Linked DNA regions of Mus musculus: regions 2 and 3 are each linked to region 1. Evidence: chromatin contacts called from public Hi-C and promoter capture Hi-C data. All regions are on one chromosome and are shown on one strand. Each heading gives the region's core, a stretch centred on a gene start, on an enhancer-like site or on the middle of the called end of the contact. The rest is flanking DNA. Distances are from core to core; before and after follow the strand shown.

What was found. Promoter capture Hi-C pulls out the DNA fragments that hold promoters and counts their contacts. Hi-C and Micro-C count contacts between places; a contact is called where the count stands out from the background.
Region 2: a contact with region 1 is called in a promoter capture Hi-C map of pre-B cells, with 2.3 times the contacts expected there. The contact joins the promoter of Eri3 here to the promoter of Cmpk1 in region 1. A contact is called at or near these places in 1 of 39 promoter capture datasets (pre-B cells), 1 of 484 Hi-C or Micro-C datasets (CD4 T cells) and 1 of 9 other capture datasets (liver).
Region 3: a contact with region 1 is called in a Hi-C map of CD4 T cells, with 3 times the contacts expected there. The contact joins the promoter of Ipo13 here to the promoter of Cmpk1 in region 1. A contact is called at or near these places in 1 of 39 promoter capture datasets (pre-B cells), 1 of 484 Hi-C or Micro-C datasets (CD4 T cells) and 1 of 9 other capture datasets (liver).

Annotation. Positions count from the first base shown.
Region 1 is chr4:114,985,307-114,989,050 of GRCm38.p6, reverse strand. Cmpk1 (cytidine monophosphate (UMP-CMP) kinase 1) reads left to right here and starts at 1,823. Exons shown (of 6, transcript NM_025647.3): 1 at 1,823-2,085. The coding sequence starts at 1,918.
Region 2 is chr4:117,548,989-117,552,508 of GRCm38.p6, reverse strand. It overlaps Eri3 (exoribonuclease 3), which reads right to left and starts at 2,144. Exons shown (of 9, transcript NM_080469.4): 1 at 1,779-2,144. The coding sequence starts at 1,913.
Region 3 is chr4:117,913,693-117,917,249 of GRCm38.p6, reverse strand. Ipo13 (importin 13) reads left to right here and starts at 2,251. Exons shown (of 20, transcript NM_146152.3): 1 at 2,251-2,962. The coding sequence starts at 2,879.

The DNA.
Region 1 (3,744 bases), core at 574-3,073:
TTAGTAGTTTTCTAAGGCCAGAGTGACTAATTAGCAGTAAGACTTAAAGAAAGGCCTGTGTACTCTTGGTACACGCTCCATCCTCTCTGCTTTAATATCTGTACAAAAGTGGGGCAATGCCCCAGACAAGGCACTTACTTTCTGTTGGTAATACAGAGAGTCAGGACTAGTTTTGTTTCTTTCAAGTCTCAAGTGCTCTGTTTTTCCATGCACAAAAACACAAACCTGGAAGCTCCTTGCTTCTTATTGCTAAATATTCTTGGGCCTATTTTGGCTTTGAAATTTTTTTGTTTGTTTGTTTTTTGTTTTAAGCAGGGTCTCATGTAGCCCAAGCTGACTTGGAACTTGCTATGTAGTTGAAGCTGGCTGTGAAATACTTCTTTTCATACCTCCACCTACCAGCTGCTGCAAATATAATTTTGTATCGAGCTGTTTGGGTTTCATTATTGTTTTGGAGATGGGAGTCTATGTAGCTCTGGCTGGTCTGGACCTTAAAAGTGTAAACCAGATGAGGGTGGTCTTGAGTTCACAGAGTTCCATCTGCCTTTGCCTCCCAAGTGCTGGGAATACAGTCAGGCTTCAAACCTATCATCTTCCTGCTTCAGCCTTTGACTTCAGGTTTCTTATTTGGGGAGCTGGAATATTGTAGGTCCAAAGCCAAATTATCTATCTTAGCCCCCAATCAACCATTTATTGTTCACCTCTATGTGACCTAACATTCTTGTGACTATTAGGTAAGTCCATTTGTAACATACAAACAGAATCCTAGCTTCCAAACCCAAAGGCTAAGAATGTGATTGTAAGGGTCCATGACTTTTCAAAGAATGACACCCTGGATTCAAAAAGTATGTAAATACAAAGAGTGTTTTATTTTGCAGAAGTTCAGCATGCTGGGGTCTCCCATTACCAAGAAAGACCGAGAAGTGAGCTTGCAGGCCCAATTTAAAGCACACTGGGGGAGTTCTGAGGTAGGTGGGCTTTGTCTTACTCTATCTCTAGTCAAGTGCAGCAGTGAGGAGGAAGGAAGTTTAATCTGTAACTGATTGTGAACCATCCATTGAGATAACTCACTACCTTTGGATCAGCTTGTCTCATCCCTCTCGTCATCATTTGGCATCTGGGGCCAATAACAGTACCAGCTTTGCTAGAAACCATCTCTACCAAGTTATCTGAAAAAAAAATTGCCATGATTCATAGCTTTGTTCTGTTACTATAAAAAACTCCATGAAAATGCTACCACTGCCGACTCCAATTTTCAAAGGTTTGTGTTCATCCAGGCTCAGTTTTCACTCTTTTTCTTCTCTCTTCAGAGTTTTCCCTAATGGCCCGAGTCAGGGTAACAGAGCTAAGCTTAAAGTCTTTCCCTGCGGTTAGAATATAACCTAAGTGCTTTTCCATAACCGACTCAACTCTCCATTAATGACTTTCCATTCCACTTATCCAGCCCTAACCTTCTAACATGCCCTTCTCTCTTGGCGGGTCACTGCATCCAAGTCTCTGCTCTTTTCAGTCCTCAAGTCTTGGTTCCAAGGTCACCTCTTTAGAGGCCTTCTTTGCAAACCTCAAACTGTTCTCATTTTCCTTTGGTTTCCTTCCCAACAATGCCGTTGTTCCTACTGACTCCTGTGCTTGCCTCTTCGGTTAGGCCGCTTCTCTTGGGAAAGGGAAACCCGGGAGATTGAACCACTGGTCTGCCTAAACGTCAATCCAGGTTCTGAAACTGAAATGCCTTGGGTCTCCAGCCACGTTAGGAAGAACCGGAACCGCGAGCGGAAGCTGGCGCAGCGCACGGAGGCCCCGCCCCTTCCTGTCACGGCGGCCGGCAGCTGGCGGCGGGGCCCCGGCGCCCGCTCTGCCCGCCCCCTCCCTGCCGCCCCGCCCGCGCCGCCGCGCCGGCCGCTGTCAGAAGCGCGTTGTATGCTGAGCAGCTGTCGTCGGCTGCTCCCGCACGTCCTGGTCCCGAGCTGCCCGCCGCTGACCCGCACACTGCGGCTCTTCCCTCTCCACCTCATGAAGCCGTTGGTCGTGTTCGTTTTGGGCGGGCCCGGTGCGGGCAAGGGGACCCAGTGCGCGCGCATTGTCGAGGTGAGGCCGTGCGGGAGGGCGACGGAGAGCTCCCGGGCTGAGCGGAGCGGGCCGGGGCCGGAGGGAGCAGCCGCGTTGGCGGCCGCGCCCCTCGCTGTGGGGAGCGGACTACGAGTCCCGACGGCCACCGCGCGCCCGGGCCGAGGGGCGTCGAGTCTACGAGTGCTTTGTTTCCGCGCGCCCTTGCTTCCACTCCTGGGATCCGGGTCTTCTCGCTACATCTCTGGCTGTCAGTCTCCGGCTAACCGGCCTCGAGGAACCCGACCCGGATCTTGTGGTAGTTAAAGTGCCGGATTTGTGAGAGCCCAGGCGCTAACCTTTGGCCCAGCTGACAACTCACGCCCTTTTCCTTGGGCGAGTGAGTCACTCACTCTCAGTGAACCTCAGTTGTCTAAGCAAATAAAAAACTCTGCTCTCCGAGAAAGTAAAACACCACCCAACTATAAAATCCTCTTATCATTTTTTAAATAATGTTTGCTTTAGGACTGCAGAGATGGCTGAACGGGTAAGGGCGCCTACCACCACGTTCCATCCCTGAGACCCACAGAGAACCACAACCCCACTCCCGCGAGTTGTCCTATGATGTTCACTCTAGAGCTCAAGGGTTTGCCCACACAAATAACTAAATACAATTAAAGTTTTGACATAAGTTTACCAGTTCCATTCTTTTAGTATTTGAGGTCAGGGGTGGCATGTACACGGAGAGAGGCAAAGACTTTAAACTCAAGCAGGTATGGGTTCTAGCCCGTGTTAGCTGTAGTGATGGACTGTCTTGTTTTTTCTAGCCCCTATGAGCTGTAATGATGCGGTGAGGAAGGCTTAATGGACTGTCTTGGGCAGTGTTTTAAAGGAAAACAAGACAATCAGAAAGAAATGGCAGGGTTGGGGAAAAACACCCAACATTCACCTTTAAATTGAGTGCTTGATAAAAGGTTTTGACCCAGAACTTGATAATTTCTTCTTTTCCTATAAGCCGTGGCCTATATTTGCTTTGTATTTTTTTCCACGTTCATATATTCAGCTCCTGCCCTATAGTCTATTCTCTAAAGAACAACCACAGATAAATAAAGTAATGTGGTCTAAAAGTTGTGTGTTTTACAGTTATGTCTAGAATTACAGATAACTTTGGAAAATCAGTTTAATCACAAAGCACATAGAATTTTTCTCCTTATTTTTACTTCTGTTTGTTTTATCTATTAGAAAGCCAAATGACAAGTGGATGGTTTCAGTTTATAAGTAAAATGATTAAAATATAGATAGCATGGTAAAGGAGGGAGTGAGTCAAAACAGGTAAGCAGTTCAAGACCTGACCCTGCTATTGTTTTTCCTAGCCCCAGAGATTGCTATTGTTTTTCCTAGCCCCAGAGAAGTTACTTTTAGCCTAAGTTACTTTGTAAGAAGGGAGAAAATAGAAATGAAATGTCTTGTTTTGTATCTGTGACTGCTAAATGAGGTCTCACACCTGCACATAGATGCAAATGTTTAAGCTTCCTGGTTTTATTATATTGGTCATTTAATTTATTTTTAGAAAGACACCAGGTTGATTTAATGTACTGCAAGGAACAGCAGGTTGGGTATAAGATAACTATCTGCAACTGGTCATTTTTATTTTAAAGGTGGATTACTTTTTTTTTTTTTTAAAGAGAGTACACTGTCATT
Region 2 (3,520 bases), core at 895-3,394, 2.6 Mb before region 1:
GGGTTCATTGTTACAAACCTATAGGCAGTAACAAGAATGGAAACATACACTGGGAAACATGTTCAAAATACTTCTCAGCTGGAGAGATGGCTCAGAGACTGAGAGCACTGGCTGCTCTTCAAAGGACCTGGATTCAATTCCCAGCACCCACATGGCAGCTCACAGCTGTCTGTAACTCTAGTTCCATGGGATCTGACACTCTTACACAGACATACATGCAGGCAAAATACTTCCAAGTCTGCCTCAACTTCTAAAAAAAAAAAAAAAATCAAGCTAATCAAAGCCAAATCAAGACAACATGAGAGCCAATCACAGGCAGCATGTGCAGAAGCCAGCCAGGGCTACACACCAGGGCCATCAAGGCATATCTACCCTCGTCATCACCTCATTCAGATATGCTAAAGGATCAGAAATCACAGACATGATCTTGTAAGCTAGTGAAGTCTCTGCGCAAACATCTACAATTGGAACCATAATCCTGTCTACCACTCCACACACTTAAGACTTTATTCTATCCTGATCCCCTGGGAACAGGGCACTCTCCAGTTTATGCCACCAGGGAGTAAACTTTTCAAAATAAAATGCAATAACAACCCCTTTGATTTAGATATTTCAAGTTGAAGGGAGAGCTCTTAGCCAAGCTCCAGGACCTAACTGGCTGATTATTTACAGGATCTTTGGGCAGGAATTGTTAATGAGCTTTTAATTTGGAGTGCTTAAGTTGCCAAAGTGCTCTGAGCTCCAGTGAAGCACCACAGAATCCATAAAGGAAACCTTATCAATCACTTCCCGGCAGCTCCCTTCCCCCAGGCAGCACCTGCCGACAGGCAGCCAAGTGGGTTTCTAACCAAGATCACAGGCATACATTAGTGGAGTCACACTCCAAGTCACTGTTATAAATTGGCTTTTAAATGGTGGGCGATTCAAGTATAATATACTTAAGGTCCAAGACCGAGCCCACTAAAACAAGGTATACTGTGTATGATAAAGTCAGAATAAAGCTGAATTTGATGAAGCCAGTTTTCTGGTACAAACTCTACAGTCAAAAATCATTCGGCCAATCACAATCTACTACAGTTAAATAGCTTAGTCTTTGGCCAATGGGATTCATGTTTTGCTGCCCTTGGGCTGGGAAACCAATGAAATGCACTAGCAAATGCAAGCCACAAAAATGGTCAGAGACAATTATTGGCCCCAGTCATTGCGAAATCCAGCCTGAGGGGCAAGCTCTGTATCTCCAGATGAGGGGCCCCATACCCAGCATCTTCCAGGCCAACGTCGAGCAGCTGACATTTCACAAGAACTCAACCCAAGTCATGCTTTCTTTGTTTTAAGAAGACACCTGTTGCTGGACCACTTGCAATAAAGACATACAAAAAGCTACCTGGGTTAAGGCTCTTTCTCCACTCTGTCCACCTCTGTCCACCATTATTACCCACAGCTTGTGACTTACAAGGAAGTAAAGTGCTAGCATGTGTGCCTGTGCCAAGATGCGGAGGGGGTAGTCTATAAATAATTCCTTAATCTTCTACTTTATCTGGTCAAACCTCTCTCCTTCTCCAGAAATCTCAAACCAGGCCCTTTCATCAACTCACCCAGTCTCTCTCGCAAAGCCGAGCTCCCCCACCGCCCTCCCCAGCTATCCCTTCGCCCAGAGTTCTAACATCCAGGGTGAGCACCAGGCCAGAATCCCAGGCTCCTTAAGTGTGCGCGCCACGACCCACACCCCGCATGCATTAACCAGGGCCCAAGCTGGGGGCCCTCTCAATCTCACCCACCCCAGGGTGTTGCCCCCAGCTCGGGCCCATCCAGGTCCAGGGAAGCGTAAGGGGAGGGGCAGGGGGCCAGGAGACCAGCCCTCCTTCCCAGGGCCGCCCCCGCCCCCCGTCAGCTGCCGGAGAGGCTGTCGCCATGGCAACGCCCCCTCCTCCGGGCCAGCACGGCAGGCTCTCTCCAGGTGCAGGCCCCGGCGTCTCCCTCGGCCTCAGCAGACGCTCCGGGCAGTTGACGGCAGCGGGCACGGCCCGCGCCGCCTGCGGCGCTGGCCAGGCAGAAGCAGGGCCAGCTCCGCCCGCTTCCCACAGCCCGTTCCAGGCAGCCTCAACAGCGGCAGCCAGCACCACGAGTCCACAACACACCGACTCACCTCCGCGCACTCTGACCCCGACCGACGCGGTGGACGGGCGGGCGTGGTAGCCAACCGCTGAGCCCGCTGCTAGCGCCTTTGGCCAATGAGCTGGAGTAAGGCGGGGCTTCTTCTCTCCAAACGCTCTCTCTCCCGCCGACATGCGCGTTAAGGTGTGTCAAGATGGTGACCGTTGGCTCTGGGCCTTGTGGGACTTGTAGTTTAGAGGAGCCACGTATTCAAAAGAGAAAGGGAGGGTCACTTCTAAACAGTGAAAGGGGTTTTCTTAAAAAATAAATAAATGATAATAATAAAATAACCCGAAATCTTCGTCAGGCCTAAAATGACCCAGATGCTCTACTTATTTTCCCCACCTTGACTGTAGGCATTCGGTGAGTATGGGCTTAGGAGACATTCTCTTTAGGCGACACTTTTCTGTGATTCATTGTCAACAAGTAATCGTTATCTACTTTCTGATGCGGGCCTGAGGGAAATCTGGAAAGAAGGGAGGCGAATTCAGCTAAAAAGAAAATGCTGAGATTTCTGAAGGGCCTTTCTGAGGAGGAAGCTTCTGGCTTGTTGAGGCCCTCAGAGGAACTGTCAGGGTTAACAAGGTTTCTGGCCATAGCTGTAGTGGGTCTTTCACAGTCAGTCTCTCCAGGCAGCTGGGGAGAACTTCACCTAAAGCGATGGGTGAGTGTCTCCATCTTAGCTGTGCTTCTCTGGGAATCCACGTTATGAAATGGGAAGCATCAGTCTTAAGCCACTGGTGATTTTGACAGCCTCTCAGTCAGATCCATCTTAGGAGCCATCTTCAGTTACCAAGCTCCTCTGTCTGCCACCTGCTATTTTCCTTTAAGACAGCTAATATCAGTTCTGGACCCTGCCACCTCTGAGATCTTAATATAATGGTTCCTGCCTGAGCTGGAAATGCCTGTAATCCCCATATCAGAGAATGCCTTCTTTAATCTCATGCACATAATGGGTTAGATGGTTCTACTGTGAACCTACAGAACTGAGCACAGCACTTTACAATTGTCTCCCTGCCATCTCTCTCCCAGGAATTGAAACTCGTTTAAGATAGCTATTCATTTCCATATTGTTCATGCTGCATGGCTTATACCCAGTATGGTGTCAGTCATAGAGCAGCTATGCAATAATGTGTTTCTGACAAATGAAGGAGTAAACTGCAACAGAGACAGATATCACTCACCCCAACTGAGAAAAGGAGAGCCACGATTGCCTGTCCCCAAATCTTGGAACTAAAACTGGAGCTTCTTCTTCTTATCGTTACATAAACATTAACCTGGATTGGCCCATTCGTCAATGCGTGTTTATACTTCAGAATTGGGCACTGTCTGTTGCTGATGGTTTCATGGTAAGACATATAAAATC
Region 3 (3,557 bases), core at 1,002-3,501, 2.9 Mb before region 1:
ACCTGAGAGCATCTGTCACAAGAGCTGTAACAATTCCTGGGAAGAGAACGCTCTCCCAAGGCTTTCACCACTAGCAGCTTCGTCCCTGAACCTCTGCTTGCTAGCTGAGCCCTCTGCTGCTCTTCTCTGCGCACGACTTGGCTGGCCAAAGATCTCTGAGGATAGCATCTGGTATGCAGACTGGCTGGCCATGCTTGAGTTCCTGTCCTGGCTTCTCCAGAGATGGACTATAATATGGGATTGTAAGATGAATAAACCCTTTCCTGCCAAATTTGGTCATGGTGTTTTGTTACACCAATAGAAACCCTAAAACGGTTGTGAACCACCTTGTGAGTGCTGGGAATTGAACCCAGGTCTCTGGAAGAGCAGCTGGTGCTTTTTTTTTTTTTTTTTTTTTCCGAGACAGGGTTTCTCTGTGTAGCCCTGGCTGTCCTGGACTTCACTCTGTAGACCAGGCTGGCCTCAAACTCACAGGGATCCAATTGGCTTCTTTAAAACGCTTAAAACATTTTCTTTTTTTCCTTTTGGACAACGATTTGCTGACTCATTGTGATGGATGGACTTCCTCTAGCAGCCAAGTGAGTCCTTCTCCTTCCCAGGCTTTGAGGATTCGTCAAGATCTTGTCAAGTTTCTTCGACCTTCTCTGGCCTCAGCAGCTACTTCCAGAGCCAGCTTCCTCCCTTAGAGCACAAGTGTCACCTGGTGTGGTGGGACACATGTAAAGCCCTGTATAGTGACTCCAGCTCTTGTCTTAATCTGTTTCCTCCCCAGGTTTACAAAATTGCTGCTCCTCCTGACGGTATGCCAGCCCTTCTTATTCTTACCCAACTTTGCTACTGCTAGAAGGCTGTGTTGGGAAGAGTTTAGTCAATAAGGAGAGAGAAGCCATATAGTAAGCCCAAATTGAGCTTAATATAATTTATCTAAAAAAAAAAAGTTTTAGGCTGGGCATGGTGGTACATAACTTTAATTCTAGCACTTTGGAAGCAGACACAAGTGGGTTTCGGTGAGCTGGAAGCCAGCCTGGTCTACAGAGTTTCAAGATAGCCAGGGCCTCACAGAGAAACCCTGTCTTGGAAAAAAAGAAAAGAAAAGAAAAAGAAAGATCCTTCTGTTTGAAATCATTTCCTTTCCTGCTGACAGGAGTCAAGGAAAGAAAAAGTTGAGCATGGAGAGGAAGTGCCTGCTGGGAGCAGGGCTTGCCTTCCTCCAACCTCAATTTCCCCATTTTAGCTGAAGACAATGAATAAAAATACCCACTCAAGCCCGGGCTACATAGTGAGATCCCCGCTTGAAAACAAAGAAGGTGGAGGATGTGGTTCAGTTGACAGGGTGCGCGGGAGGCACAGCACTTCAGACACCCATCTTGGTGGCACACTCCTGTAATCCCGGGAGTGCTGGGATTAAAGAGGTACACTCCCCACCCCAAGGCAAGAGACTCCATCTCAAAACAAACCAACCCGCCACAGCAGAATAGAGAGAGAACAAAACCTAAGGTAAAGCCATGAGCTATTCTTACTTGAAACATAATGAAAACCTTAACGATTTCCCTTCTCCTCCTCGTTTCACACACACATACACGCGCGCGCGCAGAATAATATGATTTCCCGGTTGCTCCCGAGCAGATCCACAGTGCTTTTTTTTTTTTTTTTAATTGTGGGGCACCAAGTAACTCCTATCTTTCCTCTTCTTTAGCGGGTGCTGATGGTCACCAACACAACCAGTTCCCTGTGCCTGAGCGCCGACCAAACGTGACCCTCTCCCCTCCATTCTTGGCTTCCAACTCCACCCAAAGGCCCCATGAATCACGTCTTCGCAAGAGTTGCACTCCTAGGCAATGTGACTGAGCAAGATGGTCCTCTGCCCTAAGCCGAGAATAGGATAGGGTTCCATAGGACCCCCAACCCACGTGCTCCAAGCCTCCCTCCTCAGGAGCCACCTTCCGGTCCGACGAAAACTACATTTCCCAGGGTGCATAGAGGCGGGTCCTTGCTTCAGGCAGGGGCCCCTGGCGGTGTGCCGTTCCGTCGCCTGTTCGGGGGCGCGCGAGCTAGCACGAGGACAGGGCCAAAGACCCGGAATGAGTTTCCGCGTAGTTCCGCCGTGCCGTGTCTCGATGTGCTTGGCCGTGCCGGGCCAGGACAAGCGTGGGTGGGGGCCTAAGTTGGTGGTACTGGCGACAGGCGCTCGGGACAGCCCGAGTCTTGCTGAGGTCCCCGCCCCGTCCCGGCCGGGCCGGCCTGTCTGTCAGTCACTGGGGCGGAGGCAGCGACCGTAGCGGGGCCAACGCCGGGAGGCGAACAGATCGCGGGCCAGGCGAACGGAGGGGACCTATCTCAGTCCCCCAACTCTACCGACTCTGCCCCAGACTCACGAAACTGCAATCCCGTGCTTCCTTGGACGTCTCCGTATCTCGCGAAGGGCTCTCTCCCGGGTGATCTCCCAGCCCCCCTGACCTCATAGCATCTAGAAGCTCGTCCAGACTGGGGTGTTATGGGTACAGGCCGTTGATTCTGTGACCCCTCACGGGCCAGGGCCTCTGTTTCCCCTATAGGCCTCCCTCCCCTATGACTTTTGATTCAAGGGACAGAGCTGTGACCTCCCACTAGGACCCTTGTCTGGGAGTACCTCACGGACGCCTCCCTTCTGGGAGCCGCCTTAGCGGGTCCCTTTCCGAAGAGCACATCTTTTGACCTCTGCAACCCACTCCCCCTCCAAACGAGGTGGGCAGGCCTCGGCAGCCATGCCCGCCCTGGGCATCCCCTCATCCCACCACCTCCCGGGTACTCAAGCCGGGGTCTAGCAGGGGGCCGACAGCCAAAGGGCTGGGGCAAGAAAGAGATCAGGGTCCACCTCCCTGCCAGGCAGGGAGCAAAGATGGAGCGGCGGGAGGAGCAGCTGGGGGCTGCAGGGGCTGGAGCAGCACCAGCCTTGGACTTCACTGTGGAGAACGTGGAGAAGGTATGAGGGCCTTGGGGTGGGCACTCCAGTGACAGAGCAGAAGTTCTGGGGACTGACACTAATGCCAAAGCTCAGACGCGGGCTCAGTGCCCGCTGGGATGATGCCCCCAGAGCACCTGGTATTTACCATCTCTCTTGGGCAGCCGGCTTGGACAGCAGTGTTGCAGTGCCTAATGGGCTATTTTGGGCTTTCTGTAGACACAGGTCCCCTTTCGGATAGATACTCTAGGATCTTAGGTTGTTCCCTGTAGGGTGCTGAAGGGTTTAGACTTATAACCAAATCGGCTCCTGCCCAGATCCAGGAGAAAAGCAGGCGGAGTTCTGGAGGGAACCAGAAACTCACAAGACCTGCCACTCAGCCACCCCCACCCCCACGTTAGAAACCACACGGATGCTGAATGATCCTGGACCCGACTCACTTTTTTTCAGTCAAAGGCTCACAAAGATATCTGGAGCTAAACCCGTCTGAGTTATATGTTCATTTATCTTCAGAAAGGGTCTTTTCCTTATTGGATGGAAGTCAAACCGGTCCTGGACAGGCAGGAGTGTGCCTGGCTCTCTTGTTTTGTGCTGGGTCCAAGGGGCTTGGCTCTGC